Linked DNA regions of Sus scrofa: all the other regions are linked to region 2. Evidence: chromatin contacts called from public HiChIP or PLAC-seq and promoter capture Hi-C data. All regions are on one chromosome and are shown on one strand. The core of a region is the stretch at or near the end of the contact, and the rest is flanking DNA. Distances in the headings are between cores, read along the strand shown. Region 1 has its middle 140 kb from the start of MIR378B. Region 2 holds the start of CDC26 (anaphase-promoting complex subunit CDC26). Region 3 overlaps RGS3 (regulator of G-protein signaling 3).

What was found. Promoter capture Hi-C pulls out the DNA fragments that hold promoters and counts their contacts. HiChIP or PLAC-seq counts read pairs in DNA pulled down with a chosen protein or histone mark.
Region 1: a promoter capture Hi-C map of fetal skeletal muscle shows a contact between it and region 2, with 5 times the contacts expected there. The contact joins the enhancer-like site here to the promoter of CDC26 in region 2. A contact is called at or near these places in 3 of 5 promoter capture datasets (fetal liver, fetal skeletal muscle and liver), 9 of 47 Hi-C or Micro-C datasets (embryonic fibroblasts, heart right ventricle, mesenteric adipose tissue and 5 more) and 1 of 2 datasets of contacts at active chromatin or transcription factors (skeletal muscle).
Region 3: a contact with region 2 is called in an H3K27ac HiChIP or PLAC-seq map of alveolar macrophages. The contact joins the enhancer-like site here to the promoter of CDC26 in region 2. A contact is called at or near these places in 3 of 5 promoter capture datasets (fetal liver, fetal skeletal muscle and liver), 8 of 47 Hi-C or Micro-C datasets (brain, embryonic fibroblasts, heart right ventricle and 5 more) and 2 of 2 datasets of contacts at active chromatin or transcription factors (alveolar macrophages and skeletal muscle).

What each region holds. Positions count from the first base shown.
Region 1 is chr1:254,268,682-254,273,376 of Sscrofa11.1, reverse strand. No RefSeq gene overlaps it. Among named protein-coding and RNA genes, the nearest start is that of MIR378B, 140 kb to the right of the region's middle. Within about 2 kb of position 2,511, at least 38 of the 83 cell types and tissues checked have an H3K27ac peak or open chromatin away from gene starts, as enhancers often do. A contact at or near this core is called in embryonic fibroblasts, fetal skeletal muscle, liver and 4 more, where this site is marked.
Region 2 is chr1:253,903,613-253,908,330 of Sscrofa11.1, reverse strand. CDC26 (anaphase-promoting complex subunit CDC26) reads left to right here and starts at 1,672. Exons shown (of 4, transcript XM_021067696.1): 1 at 1,672-1,867. PRPF4 (U4/U6 small nuclear ribonucleoprotein Prp4) reads right to left here and starts at 1,600. Exons shown (of 14, transcript XM_005660339.3): 1 at 1,510-1,600; 2 at 560-737.
Region 3 is chr1:254,187,244-254,192,120 of Sscrofa11.1, reverse strand. The region is part of intron 17 of RGS3 (regulator of G-protein signaling 3); the gene reads right to left. Among named protein-coding and RNA genes, the nearest start is that of MIR378B, 54 kb to the right of the region's middle. Within about 2 kb of position 1,425, at least 21 of the 83 cell types and tissues checked have an H3K27ac peak or open chromatin away from gene starts, as enhancers often do. A contact at or near this core is called in alveolar macrophages, retroperitoneal adipose tissue and skeletal muscle, where this site is marked.

The sequences.
Region 1 (4,695 bases), core at 1,262-3,761, 360 kb before region 2:
GGGGCCCTAGCATGTGGCCATGGCTGCAGGAGAGGGTTAGAGTCAGGCTGTCATAGGTGCGTGTGTACATGCATGCGTGAGTGAGCACATGCACATATGTGTATACATTGTGTGTATGCCTGTGTGCTCTGTGGGCAGGGGTGCGTGTGTTGTGAACATATGTGATGTGTATATACATATGCACGGATGGGGGTTGGTGGAGGTGTGTGTGTATGAGTGCTTATGTGTGTAGGCACACGTGTGTATGTCTACGTGTGCATATGTGCGTGTATGCCTGGTCACATTTGTGAATGTGTGCTAGCAAAGAATCCTGCTAGGTCAGGCTAGCAAGAATCCCCCGACCCCTTGATATCCCAGTCCTTGGCCTGCCTTTAGCAAGAATCCTGTTAGATCAATTTAGCAAGCACCTCCCTACCCGTGAAGTCTCCACTGACCCCTGCCCTGCTCCTTGCCAAGCCCCTGGCTGTCTTTGCTGCCCCGAGAGTTGGGCTCAGTCTCTCTCCCCTATTGCAATAGACTTGAATAAAGTCTTTACCGTTTCAGCAAGTGTCAGAATAGCTTTTAACAAAGCAAGAGCGAGGAGTGGAGTGAGGGAGGGGGAAATTGGAGGAATGGAAGCCAGAGAGGTGGGGGGGAGGGGGACAGGCCAGGTGACTCCAAAACTCACCTTGGCTTCAGCCTCTGTGAGCCCTTCATCTCTGTCCCCTGGCTGTCCCTGCCTCTCTCACCCGGACCCCTGCAACAGCCCCCACCTCCAGGTCTCACTGCCCCCAGGCCACCCTCCACTTTGCAGCCAGAGGCTCTTCCAAATCCCAGCCCTGACCATGTCCTTCCCCTCCAGGGCCCCCAGCCCACAAGCAGTCCAGCTCGTTGGCCTGGAGGGCAAGCCCTGAAGCTTAGAGCCATGGGCATCTGCATGCTTCCTCCCTTCAAGCCTCAGCTCACCTCACTCCCTCTTAGAAATGTACATCTGAGTCCTGCTCCGTTTTCTAGGCCCAGCCCACCCCTCTTCTCCTCCAAGAAGCCTTCCTGTCTGCACTTGGGCTCACCTCACAACCTAGCAGGGTTGGTTCCACCCCCATGACCAGCCTATCAAGCTCCTGCTCCTCTGTGGCACCCTCCCCTCCCCACTCTCTCCAAGTCATAGGACAGAGGACTACTCAGCCATCTTGCATGGTCTGGAGACAGAGGACTGGCCAGCATGGGCCCTTCTGATCCTTCCTGGCTGGGGTGGCAGGAGAGGGTGGCACTGGGTTTGCTGCCACCATCATTGAAGCCCTGGATATCAAAACTCCTACAGTTGGTGTATCACAGTGTTAAGAAGAAGGGCTCGGAGTTCCCATTGTGGCGCAGTGGTTAACGAATCTGACTAGGAACCATGAGGTTGCGGGTTCGATCCCTGGCCTTGCTCAGCGGGTTAACGATCCGGCTTTGCCGTGAGCTGTGGTGTAGGTTGCAGACGCGGCTAGGATCCCGCGTTGCTGTGGCTCTGGTGTAGGCCGGTGGCTACAGCTCCAATTCAACCCCTAGCCTGGGAACCTCCATATGCCGCGGGAGCGGCCCAAGAAATAGCAACAACAACAACAACAACAAAAGACAAAAGACAAAAAAAAAAAAAAAAAAAAAAAGAAGGGCTCTGTAGCCAAGGCATCTGGGTTCAAGTCCTGGTTCCACCATTTAGCTTCTGTGTGACATCAGCCAAGTGGTCTAGTCTCTCTGTGCTATGAAATGAGATAACAACAGGGTTGCTGTGAGGATAAAACACATTAACACACACACGTACAGAGCACTGAATTTGGCATGTGACATGGAATTAGGGCTTATGCAGCTATTAGCTGTGATCCTCATAAAAGGGTTCGAATCCAGCGGCATCTCTGTGACCTTGGACAAGTCACTTAACATCTGAGCCACCAATGTGCTGGCCACATACAAAGACACATCTGTAAGCACACACACGTACACACATACATGCATTGTGTACAGACATATGGAAGCACAAGCACGGATACACATGTACATACGCACACAATTTTGTGTGTTTATTTGTTTACTGTCTTCCTTTCCCAGCACAGACCTAAATGTAAGCTCCTAGGCAGAAAGCACCTCTGACACATCGGCTCCTAGCAGAATGCCTGACAAACGACAGGTACTCAATAAATATTTTCCAAATAAATGAACAGATGCAGGCTTTCTTCATTCCTAAAATGGGCGACAATAACCCCCATCTCACAAGGCTGCAGTTAGGAATGAACAAGACAAGGCAAGGCAAGCTCGCCCCCCCTCCCCCTCCTCCCCAACCCCGGGCCTTGCCAATTTCCTTCATAGAGCAAGGATCTGGGATTGTTATCTTAGAGGCAGACACCAGGGGGCAGCACAGGATCAACTCACTTTGGCTGTGCTGAACCCTTGCCAAAGGGAGCTGGAAGAGAGGGACCCTCCTGCAGCTCCTGGGAGGGATGGGCTGGGCACCTTGAAACGTCACCTTCCATCCCTTCGTGCCCAGACTGCCAGGAGGACTCTCACAGGTCAGATCCACATACATCACTCATTCCTCCACCAAACCTTGATGGAGTCACAGAGCTCAGAGCCTAGTGGGGAGACGGTCTCTGAACGAGCAATTAAAGTAATTACTTTAATTAAAGTAATTAAAGCCAACAAGCGAGTGCTCTAAGGCAGTGAGCGGGATGTATGGGGCACAATGACCCTGTGTTTCAGGCTCAGATGTGATGGCTGAGCAAGAGTTAACTGGGAGGCGAGGGAAGGAGAGGGTAAATGCTCTCAGGCAAAAGAATGACCTGCACAAAGGCCCTCAGGTAGGAAGAGGCTCGTCTACTTAATCTTTGGCCCGAAGAAAGGAAGAGACTCCCTGAGATCACACAGGAGAAGCAGAGCCAGGGCTGGAGCTCAGACTTCCTGGCTCCCCATCTGGGGCTCCTCCCCCAAACCCTGGTTTCCCTTCCAATAAGCATCATCTCTGATGTAGCAGCGGCAGCAGCTGTGCTGGAGGCAGAGGAATTTTGGCCCTGATCCTGCCTGACCCAACTTCCCCAGTATATGAGCTGATAAGAGATTTTAATTCTGATGTCTAGACTAAGACAATGACCAAATGTCTTGCAGCAAATGGGGCTCCTAAGAGCCTATATTTGGGGCTTGGGAGCTCTCTCTGTGATCATATTTCAGTGGCCCTGGACTGGGGCAGAGGGACTGCTGGGAGCTGCAGAGCTGAGCCTGGAGGCTTCTAATGGACTGAGGGCATTGGCTAGGAATCAGAGATGCCTGGAAAGTTCCAGTTAAGGCTGACCTTCTAAGATGAACATTCCAGGGAGCCTGAGCCGCGGACAGGGTAACCCTGCTTTATCAGTCGGAATAAATAAAGCGGTACTGGGGAAAAAAAAAAAAAAAAACTTCTACATCCAAGAGGTTTAAAACCACAAAGATGTATTTCTCCCTCACACAGGGTCCATGGTGGGTGCAAGCAGGACCTCAAGCTGGGTCAGGGAAGCCCCTGCATTGGAAGCCACTGCCATTAAGTGCTGCCACCTGGTGGTCACAGCAATCATCCCAGGGATCTGAGTCGCACTGATGTCCCGCTGCCCACCATGGGGATGGGGAGTCAGAGATGCCAAGGAAGCCACCATGGGCCCGGCCCTCACTTAACTGAGCTTCCCCCAAAGGGCCATGGACAGCCTCAGTGGACAATGGTGTCATTGACTGAGCTCTTATTCTTGTCATTTACTGAGTTCTCCCTGGTGCTATGATGACATCTAATCCCCATGACGACGCTGCAGGTGGGTACCGATATCCTCCCCCATTTTACAGAAGAGGAAACGGAGGCACAGGAAGGTTTAAGCACTTTGGCCAAAGCCACACAGTAAGTAAATGCCGGAGTGAGATTCACACCAGGCACCTGACCTTCGGAAAGAGGGATGCAACTTCCCTAAGAAAGGAGACTTGGAGAGGTGGATGGGTGTCGAGGAAATTTTTCTGTTATGCAAGTCCTGCCTTTATATCTCTTAGAGAGTTCAGTAAAAATGTATGGCTTTTTGGTGCTTTTCTTTTTTTTACGATTATTTGCATTTTTTTTTTTTTTTAATTTTGAAAAATGGGAGTTCCCGTCGTGGCTCAGTGGTTAACGAATCCGACTAGGAACCATGAGGTTGCGGGATCGATCCCTGGCCTTGCTCAGTGGGTTAAGGATCCGGCATTGCCGTGAGCTGTGGTGTAGGTTGCAGACACGGATCCGGTGTTGCTGTGGCTCTGGTGTAGGCTGGTGGCTACAGCTCTGATTCGACCCCTAGGCTGGGAACCTCTATATGCTGCAGGAGCAGCCCAAGAAATGGCAAAAAGACAAAAAAAAAAAAAAAAAAAGTCTAACCCACTGAATAGTTGAAGGACTACGCCTCATGGAGCTCCACCAACTATTAACACCTTGCTGCACCCATGCCACCTCTCCTCCTCCTCTTCCTTTTCTTCTGTTTCTCTGTCTCTTTTTCTCTCCCACGACACAGCCCCCCCACCCCTCACATTTGCCAAACCCTCCAAAAGTGAGGCGGGGCTCCGTGATGACTTCACCCACAAGCCCCTCCGTGTGCCTCTCCCAGGACAAGGACATTCTTCTACACAAGCCCACACCGAAGATAATCAACACAAATTAGGCAAATCACCCAACACCACGTGAAGATAATCAACACAAAT
Region 2 (4,718 bases), core at 423-2,922:
GCGGCTACGGCTCCGATTAGACCCCTAGCCTGGGAACCTCCCATATGCCGTGGGAGTGGCCCAAGAAATGGCAAAAAAGACAAAAAAAAAAAAGTTAAAAGAAAAAAGGCTCTGGGGTAATGTTAAATGGGTAGGCAGAAAGTATGGCCTTCGAAAGATGCAAATTTTTGTTTGTTTTTTTGTTTTTTTGCTTTGTTAGGGCCGCACTTGGGGCATTTGAAAGTTCCCAGGCCAGGGGTCAAACTGGAGCTGCAGCTGCCAGCCTACAACACAGTCACAGGCTCTTGGGATCTGAACCACGTCTGAGACCTACACCACAGCTCAAAGTAACAGTGGATCCTTTAATCCACATTTGAATGAGGTCAGGGATCCAACCTGCATCCTCTTGGATACAAGTTGGGTTCGTGTAACCCGGGAGCCACAATAGGAACACCAATAGATGCAAGTTTAATATGCGAAGTTTTCTGACACTATACTTGTGATATCTACGTTTAGGAAAGTAAATATTACAGAAATTTTGAGCACCCAAAGTAGAGATGGACTACAGTTTGCATCTTACCAGAGGTTATGTTAATATTCCCTGCTTCAATTCCTGCTTTAAGTCCTTCTTTTCCCAAAATCCCAGACTCTCCTTTGGCCAGCCGTTCCCTCTCCTTTTCTTCCAAACTTCCATAATAGATGTGTGGTTTCTTCACAACAGGAGCGACTAAGTCATCAGGTGCCTTAGTTTTGGTTGCCTGTTAAATCAAAGACCTGGATGAACCTAAAGCTTAATCTCAGCAATTTGCTAGCTTCCCAGAGGATGAAGCTTATCCAGAGCTTCAATCCTATTCCCTCCCCCAAAAAAGACAAGTTGGACACCAATTAAGATGTATCTTCCCTGATGGAGTGGGGCAGGGGGGAGTGTTCCAGTCTCTCAGTCACTTTAAGTTTTGCAGATAGGAAGAGATAGATAAAACTAGTGAATTTCTCTTGTGATTTTTCTATCAATGGTTTGCTTTGGAACATGTTTACTTCATTTGGTTGGAGGTGCAATCTCTTCTTGGGTTTTATGAAACTTTCAGGGCCACTGCTCATCACAGGAGATATCAAGAATAACTGAAATAACCAACGCCATGATAAAGGGGAACAAGTTATAAAGTTACCGGTCTATACAATTCAAACGTTTTCAGACGCGAGGTAGTAGATATGAAGTTAGGAGGCCTCATTATAATCAAGACTGACACTGTCGTAAATCTTGGCCAAAACCCTACTCCCTTTCAGAGCTCCGTTTCTGAACGAGACGGAAGAGGTATTTACATTTTAGGGTTGTTGTAGTAAGAGATGAAAATGACCTAAAACACACTCCGGTCACTCAAAGAAAAACGCTGCTCAGCTCTCTAAGACCAGACCGAGTCTGGCAGCCTTCCTCCTCAGTCCTCCACCGCCCGTTCCCTAACGGCTCTGTTCTGCACGGACCCCCCACCCCTCCGCCCTCCCTGCCCTGCCAGAGTGAGCCGAGATCCGTACCGTGGAGGAGGCTCGCGAGGAAGCCATGCTGGGCTCCGAGGCCGCGAAGCTTCAGCAAGAGGCGAGCCCTACGTTCCAGACCATCCACCGCGCGCCTAACAAAGCGGAATTACGTCCAGACCGGAAGTGGGCCGAGGGCCGAAGCCGCGTCCTGGGCGCCGTAGAGCATGATGGGAATCGTAGTAGGAAAGGCTCTGGGTGCGTTGAGCGTTGTGACACGTACAGCCTCTAAAAAGAGCACGCGGAGGACGAGGTTCTGCGAGGAGAGAGACTCAGAGCAACCTGGGAGGTGTAGTGCAGTTGACATAGCAGAAGATTCGGGGTGGGCGCTGAGGTTCCGGGAAAGGGCTGAAAAGAGGTAGGTGCTTCAAGTCGCGCGCCTCCGGACTGAACTCCGGGAGTGAAACGGCACCTTCCGGGGTCTGCTGCCGCTCCCGGCCCTGCGAAGAGCTTTAAGTCCTCCTAGAGTGGTGGACCATGTTGCCATGGAAACCTTTGCCCCGGACCCAGGAGTGCGGTCCTGTAGCCGCGAAAGGAGTGTGCTTTCCTCCGCTGTCGGGAAGTTCTCTCGGCAGCTTCTTTTGAGCTGGGTGGATTTTCGGTGCATTTGGGCAGTGGCGAAAGAATAAGCTCGAAGAGCCCTCTAGCGCCAGAGTAAAATAAAGAGCCAGCGGAGGAGCCATGGCCTGTGTTTGGTCTATATTACTCGGAGTGAGATGAAGAATGTCAGGCGTCAGGTAAACTGCGCGCAAGCAGCTCTGCACAGCCCTGTGTTGCCCTGGGTGTTGGGGCACCAGAGATCGACAAGACAAGGTTTTTGCTCCCGTATCGGGGGTGGAGATTTTTCAAAATTTATTGTTGTTTCCCGAGCTGGACAGAGCCTCCTACCCTCTCCAAGGGCAGTTACAATAATAATGGCTACATATTTGAGCGTTTACTAAATGCCAAGTTACGTACGTTACAGGCACTTATCTGCATCACGTCATTCAATCCATACAACACCTGAGTACAGATACAAGGGAAGAAGCTAAGATCTAGTGAAAGGCGAAGCTAATTGTCCAAAATCAGTGGCAACAGAATTTGAGTCTCTGCCCTTTGCCTCCAAAGCAAGCACTTTTACCCATTACACTATACTTCTTCATAGTGGTGAGCTTTTTACAGCTTGCGGGAAAGTTAGAATGTATCACAGTTGTTTTTTTCTTTTAAGCATTCTCTTGGAACTTTGGCTTCCTCTTGCCTTTGTCTACGTTGGAATCAAGATCCTATTTGATTTGGGAGTTCCTGTCGTGGCGCAGCAGAAACGAATCCGACTAGGAACCAGAGGTTGTGGGTTTGATCCCTGGCCTTGCTCAGTTGGATCCGGAGCTTAAGGATCCGGCATTAGGGTGAGCTGTGGTGTAGGTCGCAGACGCGGCTCGGATCTGGCATTGCTGTGGCCCTGGCGTAGGCCGGCAGCCACAGCTCTGATTAGACCCCTAGCCTGGGAATTTCCATATGCTGTGGGAGCGCCCTAAAAGGACAAAAAAAAAAAAAAAAAAAAATCGTATTTGATTTAGTACCAAAAAATTTGAAATGTAATGTGTCAGTGTTTTGTGTTGATAATATCATTTGTCTCAGTCCCAGGCTTCATGGGAGGAGGGGAAATTTTATCTTTTGTATACTTCACAGTCCCTAGCTACATCCTAGAAACATGTAATAATCATTTATGTTTGTACATACTTTTTTTTTGCTTTTTAGGGCCGCACCTGCGGCATATGGAGGTTCCCAGGCTAGGGGTCTAATCAGAGCTACAGCTGCCGGCCTGTACCACAGCTCACCACAACACCGGATCCTCAACCCTCTGAGTGAGGCCAGGGATGGAACCCTTAACCTCATGGTTCCCAGATAGATTCATTTCCACTGCGCCACGATGGGAACTGTACATACCTCATTTTATTTATTTATTTATTTTGTCTTTTGTCTTTATTGGGCTGCAGCAGTGGCATGTAGAGCCGAGTCTGCAATCTATACCACAGATCACAGCAATGCTGGATCCTCAACCCACTGAGTGGGGCCAGGGATCGAACCTGAAACCTCATGGTTCCTAGTTGGATTTGTTTCCGCTGCACCATGAGGGGAACTCCAGAACTATACATACTTTAAAGGAGGTTTCACTTACCTCATTCTCACTTTTTTTGTGTGGTCTTTTTTAGGGCCACACCTGAGGTATATGGAAGTTCCTAGACTAGGAGCCAAACTGGAGCTATAGCTGCCGGCCTACACCAAAACCATAGCAACACAGGATCCAAGCCCTGTCTGCAACCTATACCACAGCTCACGGCAATGCTGGATCCTTAACCCACTGAGCAAGGCCAGGGATCAAACCTGCATCCTCGTGGATACTAGTGGGATTCTTAACCTGATAAGTCTCAGCTAGAACTCCAAGGCTGAGACATTTGTTAATCAACTGAATAGCTTCAACTTTATCTGTAAAATAGGGTAATTTTGCCAGTGTCATAGTATTTCTGTGTTAAAAATGAGAATGTACAAGAAAAGCATAGCATGGTGCTCGAGAAAAGTTCATTTCACTTTTTGAATTTGAATATCTAAATTTATTCAGCAAAACATATACTGATTGGTTATTATAGACATTCTCTACAGGATGCTGTTGGGAATATAAAGATGATGCCATTGGAGTTTCCTTCGCGGCTCAGCGGTTAACAAATCTAACTAGGATCCATGAGGATGCGGGTTCCATCCCTGGCCTTGCTCAGTGGGTTAAGGATCCGGGGTTGCCATGAGTTGGGGTGTAGGTCGAAAATTCGGCTCAGATCCTGTGTTGCTGTGGCTGTGGTGTAGGCTAGAGGCTATAGCTCCGATTTGACCTCTGGCCTGGGAACCTCCATATGCTGCAGGTGCAGCCCTAAAAAGAAAAAAAAAATGATGCCCTCAACAGCTTTTAAACTCAGTTTAGGAGTTTCCTTCTAAAGAAAATCTTTTTTTTTGAGTTCCCGTCATGGCGCAGTGGTTAATAAATCCAACTAGGAACCATGAGGTTGCAGGTTCGATCCCTGGCCTTGCCAAGTGGGTTGGGGATCTGGCATTGCCGTGAGCTGTGGTGTAGGTTGCGGAAGAGGCTTGGATCCTGAGTTGCTGTGGCTGTGGTGTGGGCTGGCAGCTGCGGCTCTGATTCAACCCCTAGCCTGGGAACCTCCATATGCTGCAGGAGC
Region 3 (4,877 bases), core at 176-2,675, 280 kb before region 2:
GTGTCCCAGGCCGGGGCTAGGCTAGGCCACTCATCGTAGTCAAGGACTTGAAATGCTGGACCTGGAACTACGCAGAGCCCAGATGCCACGAAGAGGCCATAACACCCAGAACAATGAAGAGAAAGATGCCACACGTTCCTGGGAACTGCACAGATCCAAGGGGACAAACGCACACGGGCAGAGAACTTCAGGGGTGAGTCCTTCAGAGCATAGGTTAAGAGCTCTTATGGTAAAAACCGCTCATGTCCATGTGACAGATGAGGAAGCTGAGCCCACCGCTATCCACTACTGCACAGCTGCCAGAAACTGAAAGGCTACGCCTGCAGCTGGGAACTTATGTAAGCCCTTGGCCAGCCGGGCCTCACATCTGGGAATAAACAGCCCAGCCAAAGCTCAAGGCAGCTGCAGGGTGCCACACACATATGCTGGGGTCACCGTGGCATCTGGGAGCACCAGAGCGGATGTGAAAGGAGTGTGGGCAAAAGCCACCACCTGGAAGCAGTCAAGTGAAAGCCCTCCCTACCTCACCGCCACCCCCAGAGCAGCAGGGAGAGGTGTTGAGCCGGGAGGGGACGCCTCTGGAGAATGCCTTAGGAGGACTTGGCCAGGGTCTGGTTCCCAGGACAGCCAATGACAGGGGCCCACTTGCCCCGAGGACTTCCTGCCCTGAAATCCTGCCTGCAGCTGGATGATGACTCCACCCGGGAACCCCTCAGACTTTACTGCCTCCGACCCTAGAACGTCAGCAAGCCCAAATCCCCACTGCACAGGTGCGGAGGCTGAGGGCCAGCGAGGAGCAGGGGCCAAGCTAGAATTACATGGCAGCGCCAGACAGAGTCAGTCATGGAACCCTCTGGGCCTCAGGGTCTCCACCTACGACGTGGGATGACCAATGTGACCCAGTGACACACCAGGAGAGTGACTATAAAAAGTAAAAGCTCTGAAACGGGATAACGATGGTGGCAGTAGTCATGGTGATTACAGCTATGGTCCCAAACTCAAACAGTGGCCCATCTTCCCACACACCCCTAGAAACAAACTGTCAGCCCCTGAATGGAAGTTGGCGATTGGGATACCCGGAGCCCCAGTCCAGGAATCTCACCTGGGAACCTTAGTTTGTTCCCAAGGGATCAGAGAGACCCTCCACTGAACTGACAGGAAGACAGAGGGCCCAGCCTGGATGTGACCTAGGGACTTGCCCAAAGGTACATGTACCCGCAGGGCTGGGCTGGGGTTAGAGCCAGGCCTCTGGCTCCTTCATCCAAGCTCACTTCAGATCTCAGGCCCAGAGCAGCCCAGTCCCCTGGCCAGAAACCCCCATCTGGAAAGACAGATGAAAGAAACAGAAATGGTGCCCCCATGCCCCGGGGCCTGGCCCTGGGCCCTCAGAGGGAAGCAGCAGCATTTCCCCTTTCCTGGGGGCATGGGGGCGGAGGTACCAGCAGTGACTGTGGCCAGAGCCCGCCCACCCCTCGGGGAAAGTGCAGCAACAGACCCAAAACCAGAAATGCAAGTCAGCCTGCCTCTGCCAATCCTGCCCTAAACCAAGGCCAAACCAAACAAAGCTAGGAGGGGAAGTGCCTCTGTCCCCAGAGGGCCCCCGCCCCAGGGTACCTGAGAAACCACCCAGGACCCAGAGCTCACTGAGCGCCCAGCATTTCCTGCTCAGACACCCTGCTCCGACTTGGTTCTCATTCCAGCAGTGTCCGCTCCAAGCTGGGTGAGAAGATGGACAAGCCTCTGGCTATTCCGAGAGTCTGCTTCCTTATGTGGAACAGAGCCGGGCTATCACACCAGACTCAGAGGACTAAGCTCGTGCTCTTCACGGCCAGCCCCAGAGAGGCATTTGATAAACTGGTAGCAATTATTAGTCTCCCCTTGTCTTAGAGATAGGGAATCTGAGGTCCCAGAGCCTAAGGGAATTACCGAAGATCCAGTTTTAGAACTCATGTGTCCTGGCCAAGGGTCTCTCCCCACCACTCGGGTCCTTGGGGTCTAGACGGAGGGGGAGCAGGCTATGAGCCCTGCCACCAGAGGCCCTGCACCTGGGCCCGACCCACATGAGACCAGAGCTCACTGGTTCCCTCCCCAGCCCCTGGATGGGCTTGTGTGTGCCTCTGAGTAGGTCTGGCCAGGCCTGTGTTCCTAGGAAAGCAGGGGTGCCAGTACCTCAAGGGAAGGGAGCCTCTGAAACAGGAAATCTCAGAAACCTGGGACACAGGGTGGCGAGTGAGAGAATTAGGACAGGAGATAAAGAGGAGAGCCAGGTTACAGAAGGGACGCCAATGCCGGGCCGTGGGACCGTCCTGTGAGCGACAGAATGACCCATGCAGAGCCCTAGGTATGACTGCTCTGGGCAGGCCGTAGGGCAGGCGGAGGGCTGGGACTGGCTTCATACATGCCCTCATTCATTCTCCAGGCACTGAGTTAGACCCTGGGATAGGGGTGGGGACAGCAGAGACCAAGTCAGACACAATCCCTGCCCTCAGCTGAGCAGAAAAACAGAGGCTGAACAACTGGCCTTAGTGAACGTGGTGAGTGGTCTGATGGAGGAAGTGCAGGCAGCCTCGGACACCCAAAAAGGCAGTTGTTACAACAGGTGAGGGTGAGAAGCACCCAGCCAAGGCACCCCAGGGACCAGCCTGCTCACCCAGGGCCCTGGGTCCAGAGCGCTCGCCGCGGCTCTTCCCCTTCCACGGGGAGCGTGTCTCTCCCATCCGCCACTTCCTTGGCGTGGCTGGACCAGGGTTAATTCTGTGCGTGTTTCGCCTGCTAGAAGCACACAGGAAATGAACCAGGCCCTCTAAATGGAGCTGTTGTTTAGGATCTAATCAAATCCGCTTCCCAATCCAATGCAGGGCTCGGAACAGGCTGGGAAAGGGTGCCAGGTATGACACGCAGAGGCCTGCTCACCCCAGCTATGTCCCCTAGGCTCTAGACCCCTGCCTGCTATGGAGGTTGGGGGTGGCAGCAGGCGCTGGAAGTGACTTGCCCAACGTCACACAGCTGCTAAATGTGGAGCCAGGTCAACTGACCCCAGCATCAACCTGCAGCTTTCACTGAGATGACTCATCACATCCCCCACAGATGCCCGCTCCGCATCTGCCCTCAAAACCCACTTCCTGCACTGGGCTGGGCTGGGCTGGGCTGGGCTGGTGGAGGTAAGGGGTGAACTGGGGTTTGCCTCCATCTCAAAGTGGCCCTTACACAGGATTTTACAGAAAGAGCCCTGGACGTAAAGCCGGAAGACTCGGGGCTGGAATCCTCCCTCGATCACTTGCTAGGTGTGTGATCCCAGACTACCGCTTCTGGGGACCAAGTCTGAGAAAGGGCAGGAAAGTGCTCTGTAACATGGAAAGTTGTTGGAGAAAGAGAGAGGCTACTAGAATCCCACCTTCTCTCTTCTGGAATAGGGTTGCTCAGCTCTGTATGCGTCTGGGGCCCTGGCTTGATGCTGGCTTCCAGGAACCCCAGCTCAGCCTCAGGCCATCTCTACAGGCCTGGCTTCTTGACACCCAGAAGCTGGAGCCACCGCCCTGCCTCCACCACTGGCTCAGGGGCCTCTAGGCTGTTCTCCTCCCCCGCCACCCCCACTGCGACAGGTTCAGCAAAGTCCAGGAGGATGCAGGCCACACCTCCTGGGGTGACAGCTCTGGGATACTGGTCCCCACTTCACACTCGCTGGCTGGGTGACCTCGGGGGTAATACGTCTCTGGGCCTCCGTTGCCTTTGCTGTAACAGAGGATGCACTGGGAGGAGCCGACATCCACCCAGAGCCGGCGCACAAGCACTCCATAAACAGCAGCCACGACCACCACAGCACAGCCTGGCTTTGAATTCCCCTCCCTGGCTTTCCTCTGATGGAGCCAATGGCCCTCTTCTCCGCTCCATCACCGGCCTCTCGGCCTGTGGTCTGTTCCTGGGAACCTGCTCCAGCCCTGCCCCCTTTCAGCCCCACACACTCCCCACCATGCACCGTCCACTCCCCAGGCGACCATCACCACATGCGCCATCTGGCCCGGACAACACCCAGTCCACTCATCCTTTCTCAGAATGTTCCAGGCTCTGTGGATACACCGGGGAATAAGAAAGACATAATCCTTGTCCTGGTGGAGCTTACAGGCTAGAGAATCAGACATGAATCAAGTCACCACCCAAAGAGACAGTTTGGAAAAAAACTGTGATCCACGAGAGGAAAACTGCCAGGCCCTGTGAGAGAACAGAGGCGCGAGGGCGAAAGGCCCCCACTGTGGAAGGACACGGAGTCTGAAGTCTGCTCGGTGGGCACGGACGGGCTCACCAGGGAGCAGACAGCCTGAGGCTAGAGCCAAGACCCCGAGACGGAGACCTCCTGCGCATGTCCCACTGCAGCTCCCAGCTCCACGCGCCCCACACTGAACGCGTGACCTTCCCCCAAGCCCATTCCTCCTCTCAGAGTCTCTGGGTCAAGGATGCCACCACCAGGTCCCCAAACAGGAGACCTGGGAATCAGTCTTTCTTCGTTGCCCTCCCACCCCCCCAACCCCTGGCCAATCATAAAACCCTCCTGATTATCTCTCGTAAAATCTTAAGAATTTTTCCACTGGGGGAGGTTATGGGCGAGCAGGGACAGGAAGTATTGGGAACTCTATGTACTTTCCTCTCAAATGCCTAAAATGACTCTAAAAAATAAAGTTGATTAAAAAGGAAAAAAAAAATCTACTCTCTCCATCTCCACTCACTACCACCTGCCTGAGGACCACGTCGTCTCCCACGGAGACGGATGCTGATCTCGCAGCTGAGGTCCGCACCCCTCTGGCTATTCCCTGCGCCATGCCAGGGGAGTCTGCTACATGCTAATCTGACCGTGTTGTTCCTCTGCCTAAAACCTTGACCTG